2 separate regions of the Mus musculus genome follow, and region 1 is linked to region 2. The links are chromatin contacts, called in public HiChIP or PLAC-seq maps. All regions are on one chromosome and are shown on one strand. Each heading gives the region's core, a stretch centred on a gene start, on an enhancer-like site or on the middle of the called end of the contact. The rest is flanking DNA. Distances are from core to core; before and after follow the strand shown.

Region 1 (4,485 bases), core at 1,724-4,223, 330 kb after region 2:
CAGCAGTCCTGCTGTGGGGAAAAATATTTCCTTTCTTCCAACAATGCCCCTGGTTGAGAACTAAAGTGACTATTTACCCATAAAAGCTCTTTGTGTATTTTAGGCTTTTAGTAGAATTCATTTCAAATTTTTGCCTGGCTCACATGCCTGGCCTTCTGATATTAGTTAGTTTTAACTTTACTTTTGTTGCCTAGTATTAGTGAGACCCCCTCATGGTTTTCATAGATGCATTTTTTTCTCACTGGAGAAACAACCTTTGATGACTTTCATGTTGGTCTGATATTTTTGAAAGTGTAAGCAGAAAATATATTTATGTATATAATATATGTATAAAAGGGAGAAACAAGGCATATCTTCTATACATATACACTGCATGAAATAGGCAGCAATAGGTAGTATATAAAATTGATGTTAACCTCTATTCGTCTACTTTTGGAGTGACAGCCATGGCCCAGCAAGTAGAAAGAGCTTACAACTTGAAAGATTTCATGCTGATTTTCAAAGGTGGCCTCAATTTCTTCTAGGTCACTGGAGATTTTAAACTATTAAAAAGCCAGCTTTGAGGGAAACTGCTACCACCAACGTAATCACTAATGTAGCACTGATAGCGTGCTGTCAGGAGGTGCTGGAAATAGAGGAAATTACCAGAGCCAAATAGCATTCTATATTTGATATTTTAAGAAAGAGAATATGTAGTTGGTAAAACTCAGCCACAGATCAGCAGAAAGACAAGAGTAAGACATAAATAATCTTTGAAAAACATGAGAAATACCTAAATAGTCTTCAATCAGAAAGGACTTGGAGTTGGATTTCTATCATATTAGGTTACCTGTTCTCAGTTCTGGGTCTGTGAGTCACATATATACAGAAATGTATGGAACCACACAGCAAAGTTTGGAAAGGTTTCAGGCCATTATTCATTCCACTTGTTTATAACTCTCTCTCTCTCTCTCTCTCTCTCTCTCTCTCTCTCTCTCTCTCTCTCTCTTTCTCTCTCTCTCTTTCATCGCTGTTTGGGAACAAGGATGTTCATAGTAGATAGGTCTCTAAGAATGTTCTTTGTTCTTATCTCTTCATTTCTCAGTTTCTTTCTTCTCTCTTCAGACTTCCACTGATCTGACTCTGTATCCTTGTCATTTGCATCCCATTGTTAGAGCCATCAGGATTTCCATTTCAACCACAAGGCTTTTATTCTAGAAATTGCCCATTTGGGAGTTGGGTCTGGTGGTGAAATACTATAATCCCAATAGGTAGAGAAACAGAGTCAGGAGAATTACAAGTTCAAGGCAAGTCTGGACTATAGAGTGAGTTGAAGGGCAGCCTGATATATGACCCTGTGAAAGAATCAGTTGACCCAAAAGGTGTTGTGACCCAAAGGTTGAGAACCCCTAGTTTAATGCTTCCAAATCAAGAATGTTTTAATAATATCTACTGTCACAAAAATACTACCTATATTTTGGCTCAACAAATGCTTTCTATACAATTCTAGAAAAACCTAAAATATCTATAGCTTCTTTCCCACCTTATTACCTCCTCTGCCTCCAGCCTGTCATTATTCCTCTGCCTTATTTCCATTCTTAAAAACACCCCACCAACTCTGCACTTTCTTTTGCCTGTCACTTTACTAGACACTATAAGTGATATAAAAAGTAGACAAGACAAAGGCTGAACAGATCAGAGTACTGGAATTTATTGAGAAATCAGTCATGATCACACAGAAGAATTAAAATGATCTTAGAACAGTATGCATTCAGAAATATAAATATCTCAAATGCTAGAATCTTGTAGATTGTGTTGATTTCTTTATAACTACTCAGCAAGTCTCAGACTGCTCCATTTTGCATGGGATTTCTCTATTCCAGTAACTTATATGCTTGTTCAATGTTTGTTAATGTGTTCATTAAAGTTTTTTTTTATTTAAATGCTTATGGTATGTATGTTTTAAATACTTCAAACTAAACTACTCCTTTAGCAAGTTATATATGTCTTAATTCTCTATAGAATAATTTCTACTTCAAGTGGCTGTTACATGTTCAGCGATAATTACTGATTGTTGCATATATTCTGAGACATGGCTGAGGCATTCTGAGCATTTTGCAAAGCTTTCATATGAAGCTTCTGCACTGTCCTCTGACTTCATCTCAAATGACACTCTTGAAACTCAGGTCTGCAGACCCAGACAGCTTCTGTCTGCCTTCACTAATTAGTGAGAAAGAGCTGACATATATCTATCTGGGGATTACCAGTCTCCCAAGCACACTTGCTGGCTTCCCTAGTCACTATGCTTGGGGATTATCCTGCAGTCATGTCATTCAGGAGGCAAGTGAGGAAGCCAGAATGCTAACCTATATCATGACTGACTTGAAATGCTCCAGGGATACCTAGAGGCAGATGTGCAAGAAAGAGATAATGAGCCTAAGACAGCCTCAGGGAATTAACTCAGTATCCCAGTAGGTGTCTCCTTCCCCAGATACATAGGGCTGCCCAGAGACACAATTAATTAAAGGGGTATTATGGTGAAGTTGAGCTCTACATAGGAATTATGTTCCCAGATTACTAGAGGGTCAAGGGCTTTCTGCCATGTATGTACAAAGCCAAGAAGATTTATAACTAGTGAGACCCTTTTTGCCTTTTCGTTGAAAATCTATGGCTTGTGATTTGTTAGAAATAACTATTTTATTTATTTTTTAAAAATTAGTTTATGTCGACATTTGAGTGTCAATTGTGATAAAATGCCTTTAAATTTTCAGAACCTAGACTGGCCTTTCAAACTGTATGAAGAGAGTTGTCTGTTATTTACCCTCAAATCGTCACTCCTTCCTTTTAAATATAGGTTATGGACAACTTAGTTTCCAGGGAGCACATCTCCATTTTAATAAGTCGAGAATAAAAGTCCCTGCTGCCTAGTGGTTGTCACAGTTATCAACAGTATCTGAGAATCTAAGCCCTCAGGTGTCAAAGGAGGGTTTCATGTGAGCATCTGGATCCTACCAACCATAAACAAGCTCACAGCTGCAGAGGGAAGGCAGAGAACCCCGAGTGTCTCAGGAGGAGAAACAATTCTCAGAAATTTCATCTTTCTCTTTTCCCTTATCTACATGCAGCATCTATTGTTCTTACAAGGGAACTCAGAGAGTCATTAACTCCCCATTTATCCCACAACTAAACATTTCCTCAGCTTCGCTGTGTAGTATGTGCTGCCAAGCAGTCTTATCACCAACACCGCCAACCGATAAACTCATATGTTAGTCATTTATTTAATAAATCTTTAGTTAATAGCATTTTATGTGTCACATTCTAGACATTGAATTATGAAATGTCTGCTCTTTATACTCAACACTTTCTGAACCCTTTAGATGAAGAACGTTGGAAAATCAACGACTTTAATCTGATACAAATGCATCGTGACAGAGGCATCATTCAATGATGACAATATAAATAAGAAACCAAAGATTAGAGGGCAAGAAGCAAGGTCATTCAGGCAGGAAAACACATGTGCAAGGAAACAGAAATTTATGATTGCTGGGGACATGTTTGCCTCATAACTCTAAATGGGCAAGGCAGAGAGTGGGATAGAAAATTCAGCTCTGGAGAGGTAATTCAGTCAGATGTCATACTAGAGAATATAATTTGTTATTAGTCTAAAAAGCAAAAATAATCAATAATGAACAATAGATTAGAATGCAGGTAAATTTTGCAAAAGAGGGACTAAAAAATTTGTGTGAAGTTTTTAGTAGTTTTTAGGTGGACTATTGTCCTCTAAGGCACAATGACATAAAGGCAAATAGAGGAAGACTCACAAAGGGCTTTGATAAACTCTGCTTGGTTTGTTTATTATTTATTTAATTGGAAGAAAGCTAAGCAAATTGGCACAAAACAAGATTTGAAAAAGCTGGCACTGAGCAAAGATGTACCAAATAACTTAAAATTAATGTATCTTATCTTTGTCACATTCCAGTACACTAAATTTTCCAACTGTGTATCTTGGCAAGTATCCTGGGGTAAGTATTATGCCCTCACCAATTCAGTATGCTTGAAATCTTAATCTCTACTACTTTGGGAAGTTGCCATACTGTGGATAGGATTTTTAAAGTGGTAATTGAGGTAAAATAAGATTAGAATTTGTTCTAACATAATGTGATGGGTATCTAGATATAAAATATTGTTGGTTTGTATAGACTCAACACACAAAGTCTGTTTCTCAAATGGTGCTTCTATTTTGGAAGGTTCTGGAAACCTTGAGGGGTAGATATAGTTGGAGGAAATGGTCACTTAGGGTACATTTCAAGACAACATGTCCTTAAGACAACATGTCTTTTACCTTAGCTCCCTTCTATTCCCTTCCTTTCCTCCTTTCCTCTTCCCCTTCTTTCTCTCATCTTTTCTCCTGTCTTTTCCTCCTCTCCCTCCCTCTATTTCTTTTCTTTCTTTTTCTTTCTTTCTTTCTCTCCCTCCCCCTCTCCCTCCCTCCCTCTCTTGCTCCCT
Region 2 (4,633 bases), core at 44-2,543:
GGAGCCTGATATAGCTGTCTCCTGAGAGGCTCTGCTAGTGCCTGGCAAATACAGAAGTGGATGCTTACAGCCATTATTGGACTGAGCACAGGGTCCCCAATGAAGAAGCTAGAGAAAGGACCCAAGGAATTGAAGGGGTTTGCAGCCCCATAGGAGGAACAACAATATGAACTAACCAGTACCCCCAGAGTTCCCAGGGACTAAACCACCAACCAAATAAAACACATGGTGGGACTCATGGCTGCAGCTGCATGTATAGCAGAGGGATGACCTAGTCTGTTATCAACAGGAGGAGAGGCCCTTGGTCCTGTGAAGGCTCTATGCCACAGTATATGGGAATTCCAGGGCCAGGAAGCCAGAGTGGGTGGGTTGGTGAGCAGAGGGAGTGGGGAGGAGATAGGAAGAGTGGGAAGGGAATAGGGGGAGGAGGTTTTTGGAGGGAAAACCAGGAAAAGAAATAGCATTTGAAATGTAAATAAAGAAAATATCTAATAAAAAAGAAAAAGAAAGCCAGTTGACTAAGGGCCTCCCCTGTCTTTGATGTCAGATAAGGCCATCGTGCTACATATGCAGCTGGAGGCATGGTTCCCTCCATGTATACTCTTTGGATGGTGGCTCAGTACCTGGGAGTTCTGGGAGGTCCAGTTAGTTAATATTGTTCTTCCTGTGGGGTTGCAATTCCTTTCAGCTCCTCCAGTCCTTCCCCTAACTTTTCCATCAGGGTCACTGGGCTAGAGCTGTGGAGTCAGGCTGGAGTGGGTGTGTGGGTGGAGTAGCACCTTCACGGAGGCAAAGGGGAGAAGGGGGATGGGAAGGGGGTGTTGTGGAGGAGTAACTGGGAAGGCAGATAGCATTTGAAATGTGAACGAATAAAATGATTACTAAAAAAGGAAAGAAAGAAGAAGAAGAAAAATCCTTGAGTTATTTAAAAAGGTAAAGCTGCAGTAGTGTCCTGTGGCATACCAAAGTCACCTAGAAACTTCACTAGCAATTTGAAAACAATTGCAACACATGGCTAAGCTGAGAACTTAGGGCAAATAGCACCTTTTTTTTTTTTTAATCACATGAGCACACAGCTGTCCTCTAAACAATACAGCAAATATTTGTGGACCTAACCTCAGTGTTAGAGGCTGCTACTCCTGATTCTAGTCAACCCCCTTTCCTGTGGTGTGGGGTTTTGTGGTTGCCTTTGCCTTTCTTTCTCTTTTGCCTTTTTCTTTACACGTATGTACAGCTCTTCTTTCTGAAGTAAAAAAACCAGGCCCTGGCTCTTAAGGTTTTACATGTCACAGACTGCTGCTCTAACACAGCTGCTCTTCTGCTTGCCACAAAACCATCTTCTCTGCTTCTCATAGCCCACATTTGTTTTCATTTTATTTTTTTATGTTAGCCTTGTCTTTTGGTTCACATGACATCATATCCTCCACCAGCATCAAATTATACCACAGATCCTTGAAAACAAACTGTACAGATAATAATAATAATAATAGTAACAACAACAACAACAGGAGGAGGAGGAGGATTAAAGGGAGGGAACACAGCTCTGCCTGTTCAAGTCAGGCGTTCTTTTACTTTCCGAATGCCATTGAAGCAAAGCTTCCTTTAACTGACTCCTCTGCTGCGTAGGAACGACCCACGGCCCACAAAAGAGCTCTGCATTCCCTCCCACGGGCGCTGCTTTTTCTTAGGCAGCAGATTGTTTTCTGGTTGACTGCTGGGCAACAATAGTTGGTGCATGCTGGCAGGCTCTCAAAAATGGATCTAGGAGGAGGATGGGGAACAGAGCAAATTGATGCCGTAGGTTTTCACTCAATAATTCCTTTCCATGGTCCAGGTTTACATGGGGGCTTCTGTTACCAATCTTGTGTGATCTTTTTAAGGATGCCTTTGTCTCTGGGTGACCTAGCAGCCGTATAGAACAGTAGTAAATCCACAGACTGCCTGTACCTTCTTCATCAGCAACTTTCTTCCTATTCTCACCAGTACCTGCCCCTGCTGCCAGTAACTGACTGGGGATATGATTGGCTCTTTTAGATTCTGCTCTATTCTTAACAGTATTGAAACTGGTAATTAGGGTAGAGGACTATGGAAACTGCACAATGGCTCTGCTAAGTATAACATGAAATGGCTCCAGGCTATTCTTACATCATAAAAAAAATCAGTAAATATGTAAATCGTTTTCACTTCCTCTTTTGTTTCTTGGAAAAAGGCAGAGTAGGAAGGAGGAAAAAGTAAAAGTGTATAGTAGTGGTAGTGGTGACTTGCAGAAATTAGACTGAGAAGATATGAAAACAACTGTGTTGAAAACAAGAAAACCAAAATAGCGTCTAAAAAGGAAGGCAAGCCAAACTTCTCTTGATAGCTGTAGAGCTTTAGTGTGATTTGGACCCTTGCTTGTACTCAGTTATTTATATACCCAGTGTTGGGCTGCAGAGATGGCTTGGAGATTTAAGAACACTGTCTGCTCCTTCAGAGGGCCTGGGTTTGATTCCCAACACCCACATTAACAACTAAAAGCCATTTGTAACTTCAGTTCCACAGATGTGAAGGCTTCTCATCTCCAAAGACATAAGGCACATATGTGATGCATAGACATACTTGCAGACAAAACACCCATATACATACAATTAAAATATGTAATCTAATTCATTAAAATATAAAGTACCCACTGTTCAGGTAATGAGTTCCAATAAAAGAGTAACTCTCAGTTATTTATTTCTGGATGCTCACTTTTAATCATTAATTTATTTAATTATTCAGTAAGTATTACTGAACATCTGATATGATCAACAGATTCAAGGAAGAGTCAAATAACATAATTTCTGACTTCATGTTGCTTACAATCACTTATCACCTATCTATCTATCTATCTATCTATCTATCTATCTATCTATCTAATCTATCAACTATTTGTCATATATCTATTTATCATCTATCTACCACCTTCATCATCATCTATATATCTCTGCATCTGTATTTAATTATACATGACCCTTACAATTTTTGTAAATGCTACAATGAGAATCTTTGGCAAATTGTCAGACCTCAATCCCAATATAGTAACAAGTCTATAGGAATAGATGAACCAGGGTGGGAAATTTTTCCTAAACCCTTCTTTCTTTTCATCCTATATTTTTTTCTGTTTCTTTTCAGAACTGGTCTGCAAGAGACTAAGTTCCATGATTGCACAACCATCTCTCCTGTTGAACCCCAAACACTACTTTTTTGTTTATGATTTTGTTAAATCTTGATGTGTTAAGCATCTAAAATTCTCTCCAAAAGAAATAAGTATTTTCTAGCAGATATGATACTAAAAATGTGTTACCATATCCAGGCTCACAAATTCTTCAGTAAATATTAATTAAACCCTTAACAGGAAATTATTTTTTTTGTTCTATTGTGGAAGAGTTCAGAACCAATCAACTATGAAGACCATATGCTTTAAGAAAAGGAAATAATGTTAGAGTTAGTATCCACTCAGAGGGTTACTCCATCAGACAATCTCATTTTGGAACCCATTTCCCAGCCCAATATTTAGAACATTAGTCCAATGCTTTTCAGTTGTGCTTCATAATACATGCTTTCTTCCTGGGATCTTATAGCAATCATACAGGTTATCTTGTGGAAAGAAAACTTAAAATTGTCAGACTATAATGTATTTTCTTTTCTTCTCTCTCATTGTGACATTCCTTCTTCATGCTTTCATAGAGCTCAAACAATTTGAAAGACCCACAACATGAGGACTCCCCCACGTTCTGACTCAGGAGAGGCGACACCCCAAAATCACCAACGAGAAACAGTCTTGCTGCAAACTGCAAGAGGATTTTTATTCAAGAGCGCTCTCGGGCCCATGGTCATACATCACGCAGAGGTAGAGGACTGTGGCGCCCCGAGTAGTTGGATAAGGGGGTATTTAAAGGAAGAAACCACAACTCAAGGAGGTGGGAAGGGCATTGTTGGAAAATACCAAAAATACCAGTTAAGAGTCACAAGGAAGTGCAAAATCACAAGTGTCAGGTTATCTCTCAAGACAGTTTCTAAGAGCCCCTAACAATCTAAGAGCCCCTAACAATATCACATTTGCATTGCAGGTTCCAGTAATGGTCAGGGTGCCATTCTTTGAATTGAACTCAGGAAGCAGGTGGGTGGAGGAATGTTGCTATCTGTTTTATGACCAGCACACCTCGGAGCACTGGGCCACAGAGGCCACATTCCCAAGCCTGGGCCTAAAGGCCAAAAATTTTGTTTATACGTTTTGCTTCTTTCAATTTTGTGTAATTGCATTGTAATGATGCTGTGCCCTGTTTCTTCTCTTAGATATGAGCCCCTAGAGAGTCATGGTCATCAGTGTTCTCATAAGAACATTATGCAACAAAAAGGAGAAAGGAAAAATGAGCAGAGATGTATATGATCATTCCTGTTAGTAAAAAGAACTCTGTAATCTGTTTTAATTCAGTACCTGACAGCACCTCCCTTCACACATGTGGTCAGTCTTATACAGTTTACAGAAGGCTTAACCCAAGATATTCATTTTTAAGTTCCAATCAGGTGTATGTGAAAGACCCACAACCTGAGGACTCCCCCACATTCTGACTCAGGAGAGGCAACACCCCAAATCACTCACAAGAAATGG

Evidence for each region. HiChIP or PLAC-seq counts read pairs in DNA pulled down with a chosen protein or histone mark.
Region 1: an H3K27ac HiChIP or PLAC-seq map of DN3 thymocytes shows a contact between it and region 2, with 6 times the contacts expected there. The contact joins two enhancer-like sites. A contact is called at or near these places in 3 of 39 promoter capture datasets (the HPC-7 cell line and second pharyngeal arch cranial neural crest), 3 of 15 datasets of contacts at CTCF or cohesin (CD8 T cells, large pre-B cells and pro-B cells), 30 of 484 Hi-C or Micro-C datasets (the AML12 cell line, the Ba/F3 cell line, DN3 thymocytes and 22 more) and 3 of 115 datasets of contacts at active chromatin or transcription factors (DN3 thymocytes, bone marrow-derived dendritic cells and large pre-B cells).

What each region holds. Positions count from the first base shown.
Region 1 is chr7:88,533,983-88,538,467 of GRCm38.p6, forward strand. No RefSeq gene overlaps it. Among named protein-coding and RNA genes, the nearest start is that of Rab38, 110 kb to the left of the region's middle. Within about 2 kb of position 2,974, at least 8 of the 459 cell types and tissues checked have an H3K27ac peak or open chromatin away from gene starts, as enhancers often do. A contact at or near this core is called in DN3 thymocytes, where this site is marked.
Region 2 is chr7:88,205,433-88,210,065 of GRCm38.p6, forward strand. No RefSeq gene overlaps it. Among named protein-coding and RNA genes, the nearest start is that of Ctsc, 70 kb to the right of the region's middle. Within about 2 kb of position 1,294, at least 133 of the 459 cell types and tissues checked have an H3K27ac peak or open chromatin away from gene starts, as enhancers often do. A contact at or near this core is called in DN3 thymocytes, where this site is marked.